Linked DNA regions of Gossypium hirsutum: region 1 is linked to region 2. Evidence: chromatin contacts called from public Hi-C data. All regions are on one chromosome and are shown on one strand. Each heading gives the region's core, a stretch centred on a gene start, on an enhancer-like site or on the middle of the called end of the contact. The rest is flanking DNA. Distances are from core to core; before and after follow the strand shown. Region 1 holds the start of LOC107933949. Region 2 holds the start of LOC107954674 (cytochrome P450 CYP82D47).

Evidence for each region. A called contact is a pair of places that touch in the nucleus more often than the background predicts.
Region 1: a Hi-C map of leaf shows a contact between it and region 2, with 3 times the contacts expected there. The contact joins the promoter of LOC107933949 here to the promoter of LOC107954674 in region 2. A contact is called at or near these places in 3 of 34 Hi-C or Micro-C datasets (hypocotyl and leaf).

Annotation. Positions count from the first base shown.
Region 1 is chrD07:32,338,897-32,343,072 of Gossypium_hirsutum_v2.1, forward strand. It overlaps LOC107933949, which reads right to left and starts at 2,300. Exons shown (of 1, transcript XM_016866270.2): 1 at 988-2,300. The coding sequence starts at 1,980. The coding sequence ends at 1,087.
Region 2 is chrD07:31,443,979-31,448,249 of Gossypium_hirsutum_v2.1, forward strand. LOC107954674 (cytochrome P450 CYP82D47) reads right to left here and starts at 3,003. Exons shown (of 2, transcript XM_016890301.2): 1 at 1,934-3,003; 2 at 805-1,609. The coding sequence starts at 2,893. The coding sequence ends at 977. LOC107954673 (galacturonosyltransferase 8) reads left to right here. Exons shown (of 3, transcript XM_016890300.2): 3 at 211-752. The coding sequence ends at 486.

The DNA of each region.
Region 1 (4,176 bases), core at 1,050-3,549, 890 kb after region 2:
TGACCAAAATAAAATGAAGATAATAGTTTAATGATATTTTTATAATTTTCCTAAAAGTATTCATATTTTAAATATCAGATAATATGTTTTTCTCGTTAAAGTTATACATTTATGCTTCTAATATTATAAGAACAGATAAGATCAGCAGCAAGATTGACAAAGTAAAAGATCTTTTGACCCTACCAAAGCTAAAAGGGGCCAATGGTGTGGCGAAAGGAGTGCCATTTGCTCATTCGGTACCCCCAACCCAAAAAAAAAAAAAGAAAAAAGAGGGAAGCAAATTTCATGCCAATCCCAAATCTGGGTGATTACCTTCTCAGTTGAGAAATCAGAAGCCAACCAGAAGTGGCCACCCACTTCACCATTGGGACACTTCATCCACCCCTCTACCTTTCCCTAATTGCCCTTACCCATATGACAAAAGCCTAGGACAATAATTTCCCTTCTCTCTTATCTTCTTTCTCTCTCAAAAGCCAAATAAACTAACATAATACCTTATCCATTTCACTATCTTTCCTTTTCACTCCTGTCCCCTCATTATTACCCCTTTGCCCCCACTTCTCCATAATGCAGTTCAAAACCTCTCTCTTTATTTTTAAAAAATAATATCAGATTGATTTATTTACTTTTTAAAAATATAGTATTATATAATTTAACTAGAAGACAACACCCTCCGCAGCGTCACATCCAAACTTATTGCCACGCCATCCTCATTCCATCTTCTGAGTTGTACTCCAAATGGTTTTCCAACACGTGTTCCTTTCACCAGGGGAGGCCAATCTTTATTGAGATTTTCGACGGTCAGGATTTTTGTATATTTTTACTGAATTTTCAGATTCCGTGGTAAACACGTGATTAATGACCAAACTATGTGGTCGCCTTGTACGCAATGTGTATTAGCCGCGTTACACGAAATATTTATTAATTTTTCGTCTCACGATACACACCAAATAATTAAAAAAAGAAAAAGGTTAATTGAGGGTAAAATAAGAAAATAATGTTGATTATAACTAAAGATTACAAATATTCCTCGCATTATTATCTATTCCTGTTTTCGTTTATCGTCGTCTGTCAAAATCAAAATTATTATCTCGTACGGACAAACAAACGGCCGTTCACTGTTACGTCGAACCCAACGTGACGGCACTGCACGATGTTGACGGGATGTACCGCCGAGGGGGTCAATGAGCTGGAGCTCGCCGGGATTTGGTTCGTCGTTCGACGGTACGAACCGAACCATTTGTTTTGCATGTAACGGTTTTTCCTCCATGGAGGGAGGGTTAGTTCTTTGCTCTTCAACGATCTTTTTACCGAATCGCTCATGACCTTGACGATCATTTTCAATTCCTCGTTTCTTCCCACGAAAACCCTAGGCAAATGTTGTAACAGCCTCGAGTACTCGGTCGTCGGCCTGGCGATCTCGAACTCGGAAGCGAAATCGAGATCAATGAGGTACCGGTTTTGGCCCGTGCGTGCTGCGGATTGCACCACGTCTATGAACTCGTAGTTTCCGGCAATTAGGCCTCCAGAGGAGCTCCATTTGGTCTTGCATATCGCCGCATTGTGGCCTACCTCGCGAAGATAAGCCATTACTTTACGCCTGAAAATTGCTTTATCTGTTTTGAAAAAAGAAAGCATCTCCATTGCTCTCAGAACGTGAGCCATAAGCAGATTCCTGTAAGAATCCGTGTTGTTAAGAGAGGTTGACTTGATGATGATCTCAAGCGAATCGGTAAAGTCAAGGTTTGAGTCGACTCGATCTGAGTCAGAGTTGTAACTCGTTTGTTCAGCTGCATCGTGGTCGTCTTCCAGAAAACTGTGAACAAGCTCCGAGAGGCAAGGCGAATCATCATCTTCAACGACAACGGCGGCAGAATGTTCGCTTCCGCTACTGTCGTAACTGACGCCGACGAGACGAGCCTTGACTCGGTCGTCGAGCGGGTCAGTAACTCGTTTAACTCTTTTATCAGAACGAGCCATTAAAGAATTTCTATACGACAAACTCGGGTTTGTGTTTTAAGGGGTATTGGTGTTGACTAGTTTTGATTTAAATAGGAGAGACGGGAAAGAACATAGGGATATGTGAGGGACATAAAAAAGGGAAACCCAGCTTGATTTTTTTTTTTCTGGTAAGAAAGTGAATAAATTATATTTACGGGGGAATTTTAAGTCGAATATTCCAATAAATTGCTGTGTTTGCATCATATCAGATTGTGCCTTTTGATATTCGAGTTTAAATGGATAACCGAGCCTTAATATTAATTCTTTTATATATGAAAAGCAACTTTCATTTGAATTTTTAATTAATACCCTATCAGTTAATTCAGTACTATATATTTTTTATTTTATATTCTTGTGATTGTCTTTCAAATCCAATTATATATGAATCAGTATTATTTTAAATCGCACTAATGTTATTATACATAGTTAATATGTACTTTCCTTTTCAATTTATTTATTAATATTTAGTTGGTATTTAATTTTTTTTATCTAATTAAATATTTAAATTTAGAATCGATTACATTTTAATATCTCTGCCTTAACGTCATTAGAAAATGATAATGTGGCATTGACAACAATCACACGTAATTGATGTTAGCCTCACATTATGATACATGATGAACATAAATAAAAATAATAAAAAATTTAAAAATATATAAATTAATAATAAAAAGTATACATTATTATTGTTTAGATTCATCTAAATTTAACAATTATTTGTCCATATTTATTATATATTTATTATTAGTTTGATATATTTTACTTTCTTTTATAAAATTTCACTTTTATATTATTATTTTGAAATAAAAATATAAAAAATGAATTAATAAAAAGTATTAAAAATTTTCTCATGAACCTAGACAACAATATGTTGAGATTCATTCTAGATGTGTTTTTTTAACAATTTTATTTATTTACTTAAAATATCATGTTTTCATATTATTATTTTCAAATTAAAAAATATGTAAATTTTAATAAAATTGGAAAATATACAAATATTTTAGAAATAAAGTATAAAACTTTGTTTTACATCAAGAAATAATATGGACAAATAGTTGTTCAGAGTACAATGAAGGGCAAATAACCAAAAAAGGCCATTTTTTTTCAAAATTTACCGAAATGGGCCGGTTTTTTAATTATTTACCGAAATGGGCCATTTTCCGCGAAATTGCGTCCACGTCAGCGCGATGTCAGGGTACGCGCAGGAAATCGGGTCCACGTCAGCGTGATTTGTTGACGTGGAAGGAAATCGCGCCCTCTAGGACGCGATTTGCTGACGTGGCATGAACAGTGTGTTTTTAGCTTGGAAAACTTTGAAAGGCCATAACTTTTGGCTCAGTTGTCCGATTGAGACAAAATTTTTTTTGATTTCGAATAACTTTTTGAGATCTACGCGCTGGAAAATTTCTTAGAGATGAATAGGGACTAATTTGTAAAGTATAATTTGTTAGTTACGAGTATAGGGACTAAAGTGTAATTATTTCAAAATTAGCACGAAATTTTTTTATTTAAGAATATTTGAATGTTATGGAAGGATGAAATTTAATTTTAATTGAAAAACGAAGCTTAGATTTGAAAATATGACTATTTAGGTTTTAGGGACTAAATTGAATAAAATGAAAAATTTTAGGGAACTTCTCAAAAGTGGAATGAGCTGACTTATACCTATAACAGGATGATATAAGACAATTTTGTAAAAAAATATCCGGTGTTTACTTCAAATAAATGAGGAAAATAACGATTTGAATGTTTCAAAATTCAATTTTAAACCGAAAAAATCAAAATTTAGGGGCAAAAAAGGATCTTTTTCAACGAAAACTTAAGCAAACCGCCTTCGGCAGTTTTCCAACGCGTAGATCTCGAAAAGTTATTCGAAATCAAAAAAAATTTTGTCTCAATCGGACAACCGAGCCAAAAGTTATGGCCTTTCAAAGTTTTCCAAGCTAAAAACACACTGTTCATGCCACGTCAGCAAATCGCGTCCTAGAGGGCGCGATTTCATTCCATGTCAGCAAATCACGCTGACGTGGATGCGATTTCGCGGAAAATGGCCCATTTCGGTAAATAATTAAAAAATCGGTCCATTTCGGTAAATTTTGAAAAAAAACGGCCTTTTTTGGTTATTTGCCCTACAATGAACATGGACAATATTTGTCTAAATTTATTCTAGGCTAG
Region 2 (4,271 bases), core at 1,753-4,252:
GTAAACCGTTGCTGAACTAAAGTATATTATTTTGACTTTGTTGAAACTGCTATAGCAGCTATTAATACGCCAAAGTTTAATGTGGAAATGCTAGCAGCTTCTGGTTTTAATAGTTTGATGTTGTTGTTTGTTTTTATCACTACTATTATTGGGCCATAGTAGATGAGGTTATGACTAATTAGCTTCATATTCCCTTGGTTTTGCTTGCAGAATGAGAATAGGACTCTATGGAAATTGGGAACATTGCCCCCTGGTTTGATCACATTTTACTCCACGACGAAACCGTTAGACAAGTCATGGCACGTTCTTGGACTCGGCTATAATCCAAGCATTAGCATGGATGAGATCCGCAATGCCGCGGTGGTGCACTTCAATGGGAATATGAAGCCGTGGCTAGATATTGCCATGAATCAGTTCAAGCCTCTTTGGAGTAAGTATGTTGACTTTGATTTGGAGTTCGTCCAAGCCTGCAATTTCGGTGTCTAAATAAAAAAAAAAAGGATCACCAGCTACAAAAGAGCTTGTTTAACAAGAAGTTCAATCTCACCTTAAGCAAACTATTGTTATTCTGCGTGGAAGGAAATTAGCCTCTACTGTACTCCAGTGTAGCGTGGCATAGCATAGTTATATTAATTTTAGAATGCTTGCTTTTAGTTTGTTCATACAGGTGTTGCAATTAAAATTATTAAGCTGATATTCAACTGTTAAATTATTCTGTAATCATAATGTTCCAAGTTGTTAGTCGTCTAAAATGCAGTATATATTGTTTCATTATTCCTTTCCAACTGTTGGTTCAGTATATCATTCAACGCGGGGGAACAGGCCTAGAGATACCCATTCAAAACTGGAAATTTAACTTTCATACAATTCTAACTGCTATAAACATGATAAAGAAGTTCCATTATTAGAGCCTAAAAGAGGCTCTAAATAAGTAGGAGAGCTATCTAACCTACATAGTTATCAGTCATCTATAAGATTAAGTGCTGTGCAGATACATTGCAGAAGGAAGGCGTGGACTGAGGATAACTTCAAGTGGGGTAGCCTTGGGCATGGTAATGCCTAACCCTTCACTCATATCCACTGTCTCACCAAAAGGTGTGGATAACTCGAACCCCTGTAGTATGCTGGCAATGGTCAAGTGTGTCATTTGCAATGCCAATGTGATCCCTGGACAAGATCGTCGCCCAGACCCAAATGGGATCAGCTCAAAATGTTGTCCCAGAACATCCACATCTGCATGGCTTGTAAGAAACCTTTCTGGTTCAAACACATCAGGATTTGACCAAACCTGAGGGTCCCGATGCAATTTCCACAGGTTCACAATCACACGAGTGCCCTTCCCAACGTGGTAGCCACCGATGCTACAATCTTCACTTGCCTCATGGGGAACTGATATCGGTCCTGGTGGGTATAGCCGCAATGTTTCCTTGACAACAGCCTGGAGATAGACTAGTTTCTCAATGTCAGAGTCTTGAACCCATTTGTCCCTGCCAACTTTGAGGTCTAGCTCCTCTTGAGCACACTTTAAGGCATGTCTGTTGTTCATCAAGTTTGACAATATCCATGTCAATGTAATGGATGTTGTGTCTGAGCCTGCTAAGAATAAATTCTACACCAGAAAATAAAAATTTCGACAACTTAGCTGGTTGAATGTAAATACTACATCAAAGGGATATCTTAAAAATGTCTAGCTAATGCCATAATGTACATCCTTTGAACTTTGTAAATAACATCCAATTTTCAACTGCTTAATCTTGACAGTAATAAGGGTTAGCTGAAATGTCATTTTCTTGTTTACAATTGTATGGTGCAAATCCTATGCTGAAATCCACTCGAAAGACCAAGTCAAACTGGGAAAGTTAAGGAAAATGAAGGTAGTATGGCGAAGAAGGGTCTGGTTTTGAGTCCAAAGAGTAGAAATAAAGAATATTACCATTACATTAGCCTTGATAATTGTTTCTCGAGAGTAGCCAAACATGGAATCCTCCTCAATTGCAGATAGCATTATGTCGATGAAATCCGGAGTGTTTTCTGGTTTTGCTTCACTCTTCAGCCTCTTTAGTTTATGCTCCTCCACCCATTCTCCAACAATGGAATCTATTTCTCTTGCAACACGCTTCATGGATTTCACTTGTCCCATGAACATGGAATCCATCCATCCTAGAAACGGTACTACTTCCGATGGAGATATAAGTCCAGAAACATACATGAAATCTTTGATAACTTTTGCCACATGTGCTGCTTCCTCATCATCTTCCCCATCGGTGGTGTCCCAGAAATATCTCTTGCCTGCCATCAATCTCATGATCGTATTCAAGGTCAGGGCTTCAAGTTTTTGACTAATGACCAACTTTGGGTTGGGATTTTGTTGGTTTAACATGCAAAACAAGTACAAATCTTTGATAAATGCGTTCACCTCGGAGATATGGACGTGCTTTAATGTCTCAAGCCTACGGGTAGAGAGAAGTTCAACCATGGCTAATTTTCGTACCTGGCGCCAATACTCTCCATAAGGAGCGAAGCCAAAGCCTGCATGATCGTAGCCGAGGTATATTCCCGCATTTGATCGTGGACGATTAGCTAATACCCTGTCGTTGGTAGTGAAGCACTCCTTGACTGCTTCATGATTGCTAATTATAAGGGCAGGGAACATTCCAAGCCGGAAAGTGAAGATAAGGCCATATTTATCAGCCATGACTGCCCAGGTATGAGCAAGGGTTCGTTGACCGCGAAGGAGCAGCATGTGCCCTATGAGTGGCAAGGCTCCTGAAGGTTCTGGGGCTAACACTAGGTGCTTACTTTGGTCGCCTGGAGTCCCTGGCCTCCATAGTTTGTAGAATAGTACCAATCCTAAAATCCCTGCAATTGCCGCTACAGAATATGAGAATTCCATTACTTGAGGTCTAAAGTGAGAGACAGGGATGAGGGTGGTAAGAATAGATTAACTGATTAAGGGTGATTTATTGCTTGGTTTTAGTAGGGGTGGAGCAATGCTTGCAAGTCATATCTGCTTGGGCCTTATGACAATTTCATTGGTTGATCGAAATGGCAGTATTTTATCTCAATCACACAAAAATGAAAAAAAAAAGAAAAAAAAAAAGAAGAATAAGAGAGCAAAAAGTAGGCAAACTTTGCTGCCAAACTCAATGCACACACTTTATTCATTAGATGTAAATAGATTTGGTCATCAAAGGCTGCACTCAACTATAGCAATCTAATTTTTAAACCAAATGTGCTTATTTTTCAAACCATAGCTGCTAAAAATAAAGAGATTAGTAAGTCAACAGACAAACAGTGGCCATCTTTATTCAAAATTTACATTAATCATTGAATTACCACTGCTACATTTCGAGTCGATAAAGATGACGAGGAAGGCGAGGAGTAAGGACAAGTTGAAGAGTTGTCTTGGGCATGACAGCACCTGTTCCTTCGCTGATATCTACTGGGGCATTGAAAGGTGTAGTTAAGTCAAATCCTTGAAGCAGGCGAGCAATCGTTAAGTGTGTCAGTTGCAATGCCAGAGTCATCCCGGGGCAAGACCGTCCACCGGAACAGAATGGAAGCTCGAAAATTTGTCCCAAAATGTCCACTTTTTCATGACTTCTAAGAAATCTTTAAGGCTGAAATTCCTCAGGGATCGACCACACTCGTGGGTCTCGATGCAACTTCCATAAGTTAACAAATAAACGAGTGCCCTTAGGGATGTGGTAGCCACTAGCACGACAGTCTTCCATTGCCTCGTGAGGAACTGATCTAGGGGCTGCTGGATATAGACGAAATGTTTCCTTAATGATGGCCTTGAGATATACCAATTTCTCGATATCAGAATCTTGCACCCATCTATCTCGACCGATTTCGAGGTCTAGTTCTTGTTGTCACGCTTCAAGGCATGTTTGTTGTTCATCAAGTTGGCTAAAATCCATGTCATTGTTACGGATGTGCTGTCACTTGCTGCTGCGATTAAAGTCTAAAATAAGTAAGACATAAATCGAGATCAGTGTGATAATTTATATATGAAATCCAGATTCATAGTTTTTCAAACATGTTTGGATAAATAAAAAGCCAACTACCTTTAAATTACACAATTAGTCACTAAAATAAAAAAAATTACAATTTGGTCATTAAATTATTTAAAAGTTTTCATTTAAGTCGCTAAGTTGTTAAAATTGATGTTATATAGCTTTCTTTGTTCGTCATGCCTGTGCCAATCAAAAGTTATCTTTCCACTTCTCTTCTACAATTTAATTTGTTTTTCATGAAATATTTTTGGA